2 separate regions of the Drosophila melanogaster genome follow, and region 1 is linked to region 2. The links are chromatin contacts, called in public Hi-C maps. All regions are on one chromosome and are shown on one strand. The core of a region is the stretch at or near the end of the contact, and the rest is flanking DNA. Distances in the headings are between cores, read along the strand shown.

What was found. Hi-C and Micro-C count contacts between places; a contact is called where the count stands out from the background.
Region 1: a Hi-C map of the Kc167 cell line shows a contact between it and region 2, with 5 times the contacts expected there. A contact is called at or near these places in 14 of 107 Hi-C or Micro-C datasets (the Kc167 cell line, the OSC cell line, the S2 cell line and 6 more) and 2 of 7 datasets of targeted methods (both in the Kc167 cell line).

What each region holds. Positions count from the first base shown.
Region 1 is chr3L:21,022,074-21,029,088 of dm6, forward strand. skd (skuld) reads right to left here and starts at 5,361. Exons shown (of 13, transcript NM_168879.3): 1 at 5,223-5,361; 2 at 2,879-3,475. The coding sequence starts at 2,947. Pdss2 (Decaprenyl diphosphate synthase subunit 2) reads left to right here and starts at 5,842. Exons shown (of 3, transcript NM_141020.4): 1 at 5,842-6,584; 2 at 6,643-6,832; 3 at 7,012-7,015. The coding sequence starts at 6,235. It also overlaps asRNA:CR45801.
Region 2 is chr3L:20,517,009-20,524,108 of dm6, forward strand. BNIP3 (BNIP3,) reads right to left here and starts at 2,385. Exons shown (of 5, transcript NM_206403.2): 1 at 2,209-2,385. mTerf3 (mitochondrial transcription termination factor 3) reads right to left here and starts at 3,764. Exons shown (of 2, transcript NM_140983.3): 1 at 2,946-3,764; 2 at 2,582-2,886. The coding sequence starts at 3,732. The coding sequence ends at 2,609. It overlaps CG5104, which reads left to right and starts at 4,001. Exons shown (of 4, transcript NM_140984.3): 1 at 4,001-4,219; 2 at 4,407-4,576; 3 at 4,652-4,769; 4 at 5,147-5,426. The coding sequence starts at 4,148. The coding sequence ends at 5,278. It overlaps Pss (Phosphatidylserine synthase), which reads right to left. Exons shown (of 6, transcript NM_001275189.1): 3 at 6,622-7,100; 4 at 6,344-6,554; 5 at 6,195-6,273; 6 at 5,432-5,673. The coding sequence ends at 5,636.

The DNA.
Region 1 (7,015 bases), core at 4,111-6,610, 510 kb after region 2:
CAAGTTCATCCTAAATGAACAAGAAATGGATAAAATAAAAACAATACTGGAAAAACAAAATATCACAGTCAAAAATGAACAAAGTATATACAATTTCCTACAAATGAATACACTAAATTACGAACAAAAGATTATTTTTAATATCAAAGTCCCAATTTTTAAACAACCTTTTCATACCCTCGCCAGACTAGTTCCATTACCAATAAATAACACATATTTTGTAATAACCCCAAATTACCTAGCTTATAATATTAATAATAAGAAATTTCATATGACCCGTAAATGCCCCAAACTGGATAATACATTCTTGTGCGACGAGAACTTCTACGTTGATACACCACAGAACAACACATGCCTGGAACACCTTTTGAACGGAGAAAACAGTTCCTGCGATGTACGGGAAACCGGCCCCATCACCGACGTGTTCGAGGCAGAGAGAGGTTACATCTTCGCATTCAACGTGAACAAACTGAAGGTATCCCTAACAAACGGCTCCGAGCTCTCAATAATGGGGTCAGCCATCATCAGATACATTAACGAAACAATACAGATTAACGGTATCGATTACGACGGCACGGTTGACACGTTCCCTGAACAGACGGATTTTGATCTTCCCCCCATGCGAAAAGTAACTAGGAATACCACTATTACGGTACTAAGCCTAGAAAAACTGCACCTCGAAGCCACCCAAACAATGGATAAAATCCTGGCCGTCCATCACAATACTATACAGCACACCTGGACACTCTACACTCTGCTCGGATTGGTAACGTTCCTAGCAGTCATCTTATGGCTGCACCGACGAACGAAACACATCGTCCACATCCACGAGGATCATCACGTACCAATCTACGCGTCATCCATACCTTCGCTATGGCCGTCACTTCGAACTGGGGGGGGAGGAGTTACCACCCCACCCCCTAAACCCCCACGCCTCTAAACAAATCATCGGACACTCAACCGGGAAGACGGCAACTGGAACACCGCATCCGGCCGAATGCTGACATTCCGGCCGAATGCTGACATTACACAAAAGTCGCACTGCAACATTGTCCCCAGCTAGCCAGCCACATGCCGAGTCGGCATGTTCATTATGCTTACAATTAAGAACCTATGTACTTATGTATAAGACGAAAACGGAGGACTCGAGTAGCCACTCTCTGACAATAAACTTCATACTGATTTTGAACTTCAAGAAAGTCAGTCGTATTCTTTATTGGAAATCTTCACACTACAACTATCTGCTGAAACTTAAAAACCTTCATACATTTACACATCATATCTTCACAAAAGGCTCCACCCTCGATCACGGACTTAACTCGCGTGCCTCTCAAGTTCAAATTGCTCTCTCGCGCCGTCTCGCTCTGTCGCCACGCTCTCCGTCTCGCTCAGAGAAAGTTTGGCGTTTGTTATTGTTTCGTTATTTCGTTGGCGTCGGCCCTCTCCCCCCACTTATCCAACTCTCTTGCTGCTCCAAACTCTGCAAGAGAGTTGTAAGCAGACACATGAACAGACACAGAGGAATAAAGAGAGCGGGGAAGTGGAGCAGAAGCACGTTGACTTGTATTGTACGCATTGTCGTGTCGTCGTCATCGCCTCCACTTCTTCCTCGACTATTTCATTCGGCTTTTCTGTTTCATTTTTTCGGCTTCTGCGTCCCCTCTCATTCTGCTATCTCCTCCTTTCGACGCGAGATTCATTAAAGAAATATGCCAAAACGGAGAGACAATAGCACAATCACTAACTAGCTGGGCCGACAAACTAGTCGTCAGTCGTAGTCCCCGAGTCTTCAGTTTTCAGTCGCGGGTCTTGGGTTTTCTGTTTCGACTTTGGGTCTCGGGGAAAAGGAGAACCTGTTATGGGCCACAAAGTCACCGAGCCGCAGTCACAAAGCTACCCACAAAGTCACAGAGCAACAATCGCTGTGGGCTGCCACAAAGTCACCCGTTTTTACTGCTACAGTAAACACCCGGATTCTCCTACTTTCAGTTACTACAGGTTTATAGAAATAACAAGTATCGTGAAATTTACTATGTTGGAATGAACGTGTCCGAAAACTGAAAGCTACACGCCTCATACTAAACATTCTATTTAGATACTCCAAGAGCTAAGTGTCTTGACAATCCACATGTTTAAAATTTCAATGAGCATTTATAAAATGTATATTTATAATTGTGATAATTAAATGCAATACACAAATTTAAACGTTTTAAAAAATGGTCAGTGAATTTAACACTCTACCAAAAATTCAGTACCGTTTTGATTGCTTTAAAAACAACAAAATTACAATTTAGTGATTAAACTTTGGCTATTTAATGATTTGTTGGATATCAACATACCAAAAGATAAGTAAATTACTTATTAAACACTGAAACATCACAACATTCAAAATTTTTGTGCGTACATTGCCCCAATTTTATGTATAAATATTAAAGAAGAGAAGAGATTGCCAATTGACCCTAAGAATGAAATATGACATCATAATGTAAAACATTAGAAATGATAAATAGTTCAATATCTGGTTTTAACATATTTTCGTGTGGCTGCATTCATGTTAAGTTTCTGTAGGATATTTGCGAAGCTTCTGCAGCGATAACGACAAACAGCTGTGTCTGACCGGCAGCGCCTACATTTCGGCTACCAATCGATAAGAGTGTGAGATTACGAGCGAGAGAGGGGTGGGGAAGAGGATGATCCCATGATCGGTAATGTAAATTGTTGTTTCTGAGTGGGTGACACACCCCCGCAGGCCAATGAGCCCCCTCGAGAACAACCCCTCCTGAATCATCAACACTGACCTAGATACTGCAGCAAAAAAAAATAAAGCCCATTGCGAAAAATAAGAAACAATTGCCCAGAAAATCAACACAGTACTCACCAAGGCATAAAAGTTTGTGTGGCAATCCTCCAAACTTGCGCCGTTTGTCTGATGATTTTGATGCGTCATAGTTCTTGGCTTGTTTTCTTCGCACAGCAGCAGCACCTCATTTTCTCAACGTTGTTTGCTTATAGTGTATTGCTATTATTGTTATTTATCCGATGTGTTGTTATTTGTTGTTGATTTTGATACTCTGTAGTATTTTGCACATTTGCTTGCTGCTTTTTCTGCTCTTTTTATTTTGGATTTTTATTTTTTATTATTGATTCTGCTGCACGCACACAGCAATACTCTCTCACACACACACACAACGGTATAGGCACGGACACACACGCGAGAGAGACGACACACACGGATACACAAATAATGAAGAGCTCTCTTTCGTCTCGTTTCTTTACTTTCGATATTTTGTGGTTGTTGTTGTGGTGTTAGATTTTGTTTGTAATTTGCTATTTGATGTTTGGTTTTGATTTTTATTATGTGTATTTTGTATTTATCTGCTCTCTGGGGAGAGTATGTTAGCGTAAACGTTGCTTTGGCAATGAAACACACATACTGTAGAATTAAGCATGTTGCTTTTGTTGTTGTTGGTTAAAGCTGGAATATAAGAAGAATTAGACTTTGAGCACACATTTTTCCCGCTTGGCATATGTTTTCTTTTCCGAAAGAGATGCATTTATTAGTTAATTTTCTTATTGTTTTAACTTGCTTATTTGTTGCTACACTCACTCAATCACACACACACATCTAGATCACAATTACAAGGGTTCGTTCATTCGCTGTTTCATTCATGCAAAAAGAGAGCAAGCAGAGAGAGAGAGCGACTCAGAAATTGACTTTTTTCAGCCACAGGCAGCGAGTATACACCGCACACACACATTTACTTCTAGAAACACACAAACGACGATGAAAGTCGTTGGATTTTCGTTAATCGTTGATGTAGACAAAATAAAATAGGTAAGAGTTTTCGGCTGTATTCGAATTCAAACCCAACCAATTTATGTTTAATCAAAAAGAACTACACATTTATAGAGCGCAAATCAAGATGAGTAATCAAGGAAAACACCAACACATGCACTCGCACGTACTGTGAACACACAAAACTCGAAGCTGCGACTATTTTTTGGTTTCGAAAAACAACAGTAGCTCAAAATATTTATTAATATTTAATCTATTACTCAGGCTTGAATTTCTTGCGTTGTATTTAGTGTTTTTTGCGCACGAATGACGAGTCAGAAATTTTCGAACCGACTGCGAACGCTGGTCGCCACACACAATGGAAATTTTGCTCGCCTAGCTTTGAATCGGCCATATATATGGTATATAGCCAGTATGTAGTGTAGTTGTACCAGCGGCGAGTGGCGAGAGAGCAGAAGAGGGCGAGTAGCGGCCGAATTCGAATAGCGGCTTTTGCTCTTTTTGCTGAGCAGAGAGTGAGAGAGAGGAGAGAGGGAGAAAACAAGTTTTACCAGCTAACTGCATATGCATTGGTGTGCGTGTGCGTTAGTGGCGTCGGCGTCTGTTTATCTCGCTCTCGCTCGCTCTTTGTGCATCTCTTGGGGATGCAACCATTTTGAGCGAGAGGCAGACAGAGAGAGACCGAGCACATAGATCGATTAAATTAAGGGAAAAATCTCAAACTAAAACGAAACTCGAAGGAAATCCGAAATTCCATAAATTATGCACTATACAACACTACATAGCACACACACGCACGCAAATATGTAGAGTGCGAAACGTGATACATAGACGGGCAGCAGCATTCCTCTCACACACACACGCATCAACCATACACCTACATGGCAGAGCAACCACTTTCGTAGTTTTCCTTTCGCACCGTTTTCTCTGTTTCTGGGCAGTAATGTGTGTGTACACATCAAATTTTCTGATTTTTACTTTCGGCCACTCGAAATAGCCGGAAAAAAATGCCATCGATAACTAAAATCGCACAGTTGTTGCATATTCCTCTTTCTTACACTCTCCTCCTTTTCCACCTCTTTCTTTCAATCACACACACACTACATAGGCACACCGCCGGGGCAGCGACCGCTAGAGCAATTAAAAACCATTAAACATTTCCGCTGCCAATGCTTAAACACGTCTTGAAAATCATTTAATGATTTTGCGCCACAATTATTTGTCAAACAACGGCACTTGGGCATTATTATTTATATTTAATTTGCTGCACCTCTTGCACGCATACACGCATACAGCACACACGCACACCCTCTCACTTCTCGGGCAATCGCTTTTGCATTTGCATTTTTGATCACTTTTCTACGTTTTAATCGCCGTTTTTGATGTTCTTTCCGACTACCGATGTAAACTTGTCTTGAATCTTTACATTTTGTGCCACTTTATCTATCGCATTCGCATACGGAAAAATCTGCGATCGATTTTTATAACAATTCGCAACAAATATGAGGGAAAACTTGCCGTCGGCGGCAGAGCCAGTGTTGCCAGCTAGCACAGACAGAAAACTACTAAAGAGGTGGCACAAAAGCACTAATAAATACCACAGAACACTAAGTCTTCACAATGGGAAGTTCAAAATATACAACAAATTAATACTTCTTAATTTAGAATGGTATATTTTTTAAATTATTTGTTCTATGTCTTCAAAGGTATTACACATCTTATATATAAATAAATAAAGGATCTCTTAAATTTAATTTAATAACGGTTATAGAAACCTTTTAATGAAATGGTTTAAGTGGTGCGAATGCGTAAAGTGATTGGAATGAAGTGTAAAATAAAAGATATTTTTATTCTGTTTGAATCAATTCCGTCAACTGATTGTTTGATCCTTCTTAAAACAAATTTTTTTAAAGGTGAATACAAACTATAATAAATTGTACAATAGAAGAATTTGTAATCTATTAAAATGGAAACAAATAAGTGTTTTGTCACCACTAGCATCCAATTGCATCGCTAACACCAGCCACTTGTGTTCCCATCCCTAAGAGTGACCGTACTCCCCATGGCCAAAAAGTGTGCACCGAAGCGGCGCTGCCGTGCGAAAACCTGTTCCCGCTCAAGACCGCCGTTACACACCCCCTGCGCCGCCTCCTCGGAATTCCATGACACTGCGTGGGGCAATAAAAACAAACAGAACGCTTGGCGGCCACCTGAGAGCGGAGCAGCGACCAACTGTAAAAGTGGGCCGCCCGGGAAGAAGAAGAAGCAGCGTAGGCAGCAGGTGACGCCGACAGCGACGTCGGCAGAGACGCAAGCAGCGACGGACCTCGAAGATTTCACTTTTCGACGAACGATTTAACTGAGCGGAGCTAAGAAACGCGATTTTCATACAAGCAATTGAAAAAAATAGTCGTGTTGTAGGCGAAAATAACTAGAAAATGGCCATGTACCGCGCCAGTGGGTTAAGGATTATGCAACAGATGCGACGCAGGATTCCCGTCGAACTGCAGCCACTCCAAGTGGCCAAAGCTGCGCCTGCGCTGCAAACTTTCACTTCTCAGCGCTGGACTTCGACGACGACGACCAGTGGAAAGCATGCCAGTCCACAGGTTACGACCCCGCCCCCGAGACACGACTGGAATAGGGCGGTCAGCGAGGCGGAGCGCATCGTCGGCTATCCCACATCCTTCCTCAGTCTGCGCTGGCTGCTCAGCGACGAGATCGCCAATGTGGCGCTGCACCTGCGCAAACTGGTGGGCAGCGCCCATCCGCTGATGAAGACGGCCAAGTGAGTGGTGCTGAAGGGCTTATAGGGCGTTGAAATTTATGTGAATCTTCCGCTTCAGGCACCTGCTCTACAATGGCAAGAACACGATGCAAGCCTGGGGATTGATAGTGCTCCTGGTGTCCAAGGCCGCAGGACATGCACCCAGTGTTCCAGACGTGGAGCAGGACAAGAGTGCCGGAGTGCTGCACTCCCAAAGGGCTTTGGCCGAGGTCACCGAGATGATACGGATATCTCATCTGGTGCACAATGTAAGTTTTTGATCAAATGCATTCGAAAGTTACTCGTAAACTGAAAGTGGTTTGTATGCAAATGAGTTTAACTTTCCTCAAATTTAGTTGACGAAACTCAAGAAACGAACATCAATATGTCATTGGTCGAGCTGATGCCTCATAGATTATAAAAATATTTACACTTGGTCCCATTTTAGAGCG
Region 2 (7,100 bases), core at 1,135-3,634:
TAATAATACAACCAACTGATTACATGTATACGCATATATATAATCACACATACGATCACACCCAACGCCTCTTATATCATCTATTATTCACTTTCTAATTAATTAAAATTAATTTTTTCTATAATTTTGTAATGTCACATTATAAATTTAAAATCTTCCTGGTATTGCTTTCTCTCGAGTTATCACTGTACAATCATCTAATTTAGACACTTTCGCGATGGAATCAGTTACAGAATAATTCAGATCACTCACGTGGCACACCAATCATGCTGACAATTGAATACTAAATGCATCGTCTAGACGAAAAGGATGATGCATTTATGATGGAAATGTTGCGAAAATAGAAAATGGAAATGCCCGTATGTCAGGTAGACGCAGAAGTTTTGCACAGGTAAACAATATTTGGAGCATTATCGGGAATCCGGGTTACAGGTACGAAAATGGAAACAAAAACAAAAGCAAAAGTGCACAGAAGGGTGGCAAAAACAAAAACAATGGCTTTGTGACTCACGGCACGTAGGCCTCTCTCCCTCTCTTTCGGCCAACCACCCTCCGTCTCTCTCTAACAATCACTCCCCCTCTCTCTCTCTCTTTCTACCCTACCCTCTTCGGGCTTTGTCGGGTGTGCATCTTGATGCGCAGCTGTCCAAAAGACCCTGAGTTGGGCCCATTGAACCGCCTTTATTATTGGATGGATGACTCCTCGGTATCATGATACGATTTCTTGCGTAGTATATGGCACAGTGCACAAAGAAAAAATGTTTCTCTAAGTTGGTCATTCATTTCGCACGTGTTTTAAGGTCAAGAAACAGATCAAGCCGGCGCATTACTTACACACTTATTTCATATACATATGTACATACTTAGCTTTAAAAGATTAATATCAGATTCATTCAAACGTATAGAAATACATATGAATAATATTTATATGCTATCATTGATAACGGAATTCCACATCCAAACTGTGTCAAACCTTTCAAAAGTGATGTATTTCATAACATATGGTTCGATTTGGGCTAAAACTGATTAGATTAATACTGCTTGGATGGTAGTAAATTGAAAAACAAATTTTTCGTCCGGCATTACTTTTGTGAGTGACTTTGCAGAATTGTAGTATAATTTCTGTGGTAGTCAACAACCTTTTCGACAAACAAACAAAGTGCTTTCAAGCAGTCAACCAAAAAGATTATACTTTATGTCAACAAAATATTTCAACATTTCGTGCAATTCCTAAGAAAATTTATTGAATATTGTCCATCATACGATTTTCATAAAATTAAGAGATTTTGAAAAACACATTCAAGTACGTTGATGAGTATAAATTTATATAACCTAGTTTTTCCGCGAGTGTAAACGTGGATGTTGATAAAGTGGGCAGCCGAAATACAATTGAAGCGAATATGCCAAAGGCGCAATTTCTGGAAACGACCGATAGGGAAATGCCCTCCCACAAAATGTATTTATTTACGAATTATTTTAGCAAGCCAGACGGAAGAAGAAGACCGGGTCGGGGAAATGGGGAGCGCAAAAAGTAAACCACAACTGACGTCAAGCGTGCTAAGTGCAAAGTAAAGGAACAAGACATGACATGAATGAAAGAGCGGAGGGAGAAAGAGTGCGTTGGCAGCTTCTTTGTCTTTGTTTTCATACGGAGTTTTGCGGATTCTTTGTTGTCTCTCTTTCTTTCTCGCCCCCTCTGCGGAGCAAGAACAAGTGCAAAGTAAACAAATAAAAGCAGAAAGAAATCAAAAAGCAGACAACGCAAAGCCTTGAAAAAATATGGGATGCGGATACTAACAAATTGCAAACAACTCCATAAATACATACACATGTCTAGATACTCTCGCAACAACAACAATGCGGCATAACGGGTTACCATGTTATTGTTATGATTGTAAAAAGGGGAGACGCAAAAAAACACGAATGAAAGAGCAAAGCAGACGAAAACAAACAACTTACCGCCCAGCAAATCTTCGCTCGATTTTGGTGTCGTAGACATTTTGTTTTTGTTTATCGGTATGTGTGTTCAACACGTCAACACCAAAGATAACTTGGGTTTATTGCTTATTATTAACTCGCTTTAAAGTTAAACTATTTCTATTATTCTTTCGTGAGTTTGACCAAGTTTTTTTTGGCCCTTCCGTATGTCTGCCTGTGTTTGTGTATTCGCTTTTGCTGTTTATGTATGCGTAGGAAAATGCGTTTTACTTTTCGTTTGGCGCTGTTTCTCCGCCGCTGCACTCGATTTGACTATAACTACTGGTTTCGGACTGAAGCCAACCGCTGGAGCTCCGAAATATTGCAACTTTGTTTAATGCTTCTCCCGAAGCGACTGTCTTGTAACTAAAATTAAACACGATTCGTTTCTACGCACAAGCTTAATGCGTAGTTTAAATCTTTTGTTGCTGTCCAGTGTGACCAGATGGAGAAACGGTAGCAATCCAGGTGCGTGTCTATGTTTTCCTACATCTGGCATCCCTTGTATCAAGTAAATTTATTGGTGGTTATTTTTAAAATGATAAAACTTGGTTTCTGTTGACTTTTGAAAATATATGCATATGCATATATGAATATGAAAAGTATATATACATTTACTTTTATTTTATTCTTATCTCGTTTTCAAAAACAAATCAAATGTTTCCAAATCACTTTTAGCCACATTTCGGACGAAATAAAAGTTATTGCCTTCCACTATAGTTTTTGGCGATATATACAGGTCTTTTTGCGGATCATATTGCGCTCTTCCAAGCAATTTCAGGAACTCATGACGTTCCCGCAGTCTAAATTCGCGTGAGGCCAAAAGCTCCGGGCACTGGACAATCTGGGCATGTGGAAGGCCCATATCCTGGTGAATGTAACTAAATCGCTCGACAAGATCATCCGGAGCTGCAAGGATAAGTTGTTTAATTACAAATGTCCTTAATTTTGAATGTAGATAGACTTACGAATCATCAAGAGGCGCGGCTTTCGTACCACCAGGTCACTTAGCTCCTTGGCATTGAATCCCATTTCCTCCTTAAGGGTGAACACAGACTTGCGGAGGTGTTCCATATTGTAGGTAATGGCATTGGGTTCTCTGGTGGCCAACAGTCGCAGATCATGACCACTCAATTTGAACTCCTTTTGGAAGTAACCCAATCGACGATCCACTCGCCTGGTGGAGAACATCAGCCAATAAGGATTCTGGGTGAGAATTCTTTGCCTGGCTTCGTCCGAGAATCTCTTGCTTTTTAGATAGTTCACTCTGGTCTGCAGATCGTCCAAGTCCTCCTTGAACAGCAGCGGGTTCTTGGTGAACATCCTGCCGAAGTCATCGGGTGATACGCCCTGATCCACCAGGAACGTTATGTAGGGCTTCACATTTTTCTCGAAATCCAGCTTCAGTACAAAGTCTCCCAATCCCTTTCGCCGTTCAATACTGTGCAGATCCACTCCCAAGCTGAGAAATTGCTGCAGGGTACTCGAGTTGTTCACATAGGCCGCCAAATTGAAGGAAGGCACATGGGCCTCCCGATTTCGGAAGTCCAGAGCCACTTCTTTGGAGCCTTCACATTCCGCAGGCTCGGTCTTCTTGTCATTCTGTTTGGTGGTTATACCCGGTGATGTTAACACTTCTACCTCATGGTGGACACTTTGTTGTCCTCGCAGATTTCGTATTTGTGAGGTAATTGTTGCGTTTTTAGCCGCATTTTGTGAATTCCTCAAAATGTTACGTAGAGCTGAACAAAACATGCTGGAGGCGTTGCCAGATGTCGCGAATGTGACCAGCAGTTGGCTGCCAAAGTTTCTAAATATGGCATGCTAGCTAGAAAAAGCTAAAATTATATTTTGAATATGATTTTGATATAAAAACATATTTGTTTTTAAATGGATATTCTTGAACAAAAATGCACTACTAATATCTGATTTCTTTAGTTTTTTTATGAAGATATATATAAAATTGCAAATTGTTGGTATAATTTTTAATCGGACGGTATATGTTAACGGTTACCACCACGGTCACACTAGGTATGATCTTGGATTTATTTTGGTGTGAAAATTCCGGAGCATAAAAACAGAAGAGACCCTTGTATGTGCAAAACCCCCCGAGAGGAGTGCCGGTAATTCCAAGTCAGCCACCTGTTGAACATTATTCAATCGCCGCATAATGGACAAGTTGCGCCGCGTTCTGAGTGGAGATGAGCCCACTCCGGAGGAGGAGAGCAGTATCATTACGCAGGTGAAGAAATTTTCTAATGGTACAGATCTCATTAGATCCCTTAACATATTCTGGCTGGAGGAATTATGATTATGGCGTGGCTTAGGAGCTAGCCGCTGGCAACGCCCCGCGATCACATGGCGCCCCAAGCCGTGTGACCCAACGCTTATCAAAGTATTTAGTTAATATCAATCAATTACATACGCAGATCAACGACATGTCCACTTTGAGCTGGTCCACTCGGATCAAGGGATTCGTCATCTGCTTTGCCTTGGGCATCTTACTTTCCCTACTCGGCTCGGTCGCCCTATTTCTGCACAGGGGCATTGTGGTCTTTGCGGTCTTCTACACTCTAGGAAACGTCATCTCGATGGCCAGGTGAGCGAGTTGCTGGTTCCGTTCCACTCGTACTTCACACAAGCCGGCTAATGAGTCTCTCTTCTCCGGTTTCAGTACCTGCTTTCTCATGGGTCCCTTCAAGCAGATCAAGAAAATGTTTGCGGAAACACGGCTGATCGCCACCATCATCGTGCTCGTCATGATGGTCCTGACGTTCATCGCTGCTATTGTGGTAAGGCGTCCATGCTCAAATCGAAGATATCACAATTATTTAGGGTTCGGTCGTTAACTTTTATAATCAAGTTAGTTTTATAGCGATAGCATGACGAATTTGTTTGCAGGTTTTGTAGAAAACTTTTCCTTAATGTTTAGACTTTAAAGTTATCCAATGAAATAGCGATCCAAATCTTATACATACTTCATGAACTCACAGTAAAGTTAAATGAAAGCTTTTAGCATTTTACTTTTAATATTAATAACACAGTTTCACATGCCCTAGCAATTAAATTCTGAATATTGGTTTAATTCTTATTACTTGAACAAAAAAACAGTACGATGCAATCGATGTGTGCACTTAATATGTTATTATTTTTATTTGATTGGCTTTAGTGGAAAAAGGCGGGACTCACGCTTATATTCATTATCATACAATCTCTGGCCATGACCTGGTACTCGCTGTCGTACATCCCCTACGCCCGCGATGCGGTCAAGAAGACCATGTCGGCAATTCTGGAGGTCTAGAATCAGATGCGCTTCTGTACATAGCTCGAGAAAAGCCAGATTGGTTTGTAGCTTAAGCTAAGACAATTAAATCTTTTGTATTGTATTAACCTAGCACTAGAACATAGAATGTCCTTTATATTCTCTTATTAACAAGTACAATAATTCCATTTTGTCTTTTTAATAAATATATATATATATATATATATATCTTTTATACATATATATATATATATTTACATGTTATGTATTTAATTTAATCAGTACAGTTTTCTTTAGTTTATGTACATAATTCTCTTCTCTGTTTTGGTTTTTAATTTAAAGAATGGCCCGATCCACTTTGTTTCTGCAGCTTTAAAGTTTATTTATATCAACTTCTTATTTTAGTTTCTTCTCTTTTTGCGGCGACAATTTACCTAGAAAAGTGAAATGAAAAATTGTAGATCAAAAGTAGCAGATATAAAAGTTAACAATAACTGGTTAGACTATTTTAATTTTAATATCGTAGTGCATGATGTTGGGTGCATCAATGGAATTACTCCTTGGCAATTGTGCTTTTTTGTGGCAATGCAATCCGCGGAGAATCGGAGAAGGAGAAAGAGACAGAGAAGGGGAGAAACGCAAGGAGAATTTAAATTGAGAGCAAATTGAGTTGATAAAACATTGTGGTTAACCATAAATTGAGCCAATAATAAAGAAAGTCAGCGGGCGCAAAAAAGAAAGTTAGTCGTAAGGCAGGCAACATTAAAGGGACTGAAATGATCGAAATTTGCTATGCCACAATTAAGCACAATAGTTATCCTATTTTACGGAGTTATCCAAATTATCCACCATAGACATGAACAGACGTTTTGAACAACCCTACACAATTCAAAGATAATTGTTCATATTTTAACCCATTTAATGTTGCTTGCAGTTGTTAAATGGCTATACATACCTTTCGAGGGCGATGATGAGCTGGCAGGAATAGTTTCTTTTGTTTTTGCGGGCGTCGATGAAACCTTTTTCAGCTGTCGCTGCTGAAATATTCAATTGCACAAATTAGCACATCTGCACAATTCGAGTTGTATTCAAATTAGCTCTTACCTGCCAGTAAACCGCGAGGTAGACAAATGCCACCGAGATTATTACTTGGACAGTCAGCCACAGGACAATGTTGATGGCTTGCGTGCGCTCAAACAACTCCTTGCCATTCTTGATGCACAGAATAGCTTCGGAGACCATGATGGCGCCGTAAACCCAACACTGGGTGCCGACTCTCTTGCAGCGTGTGTCGGTGACATATACGTAATATTGCCTAAAATGCAGAGTATCAATTGAAATACATAAGTAATATATTATAAATGGTTATAAGAACAACGTACCTAACCGAAGGCGCCACAAACAGACCGATGAAAATGAGACGACCTATCACAATGAAGTGATCCGGTGGCATCTCAAAGATGTGCTTCAAGAAGAATGTGTTCAGCTCGGTGACCTGCCAGAAGATCACAAGCTGAATGACGGCGGCAAATCTCATCGCCGTGGACTTGGGATCCAGCCAGCGAATGGCCGACCAGCTCTCGGGCGTAAATTGCAGCATGGCACGCTTGATTTTACCCGTTGTGGTGGATATGTCCTTAATACTGGCCCACTTGTACTCGCGCATCTCCAGAATCTGGCAGATCTTCAGACCCATCCAAATGCCGAGACCGTTGCAGATGATCACATCCAGGATGAGGGCATCCCACCAGCACTCGATGAAGTTGGGCAGCAGGTGCGCAAAGGTTATTTCGGTAATCTCCCACATCACAGAAATGGCCCACAGAATGCCCATGTGACGAATGAGGATGGCCTTAAAGGC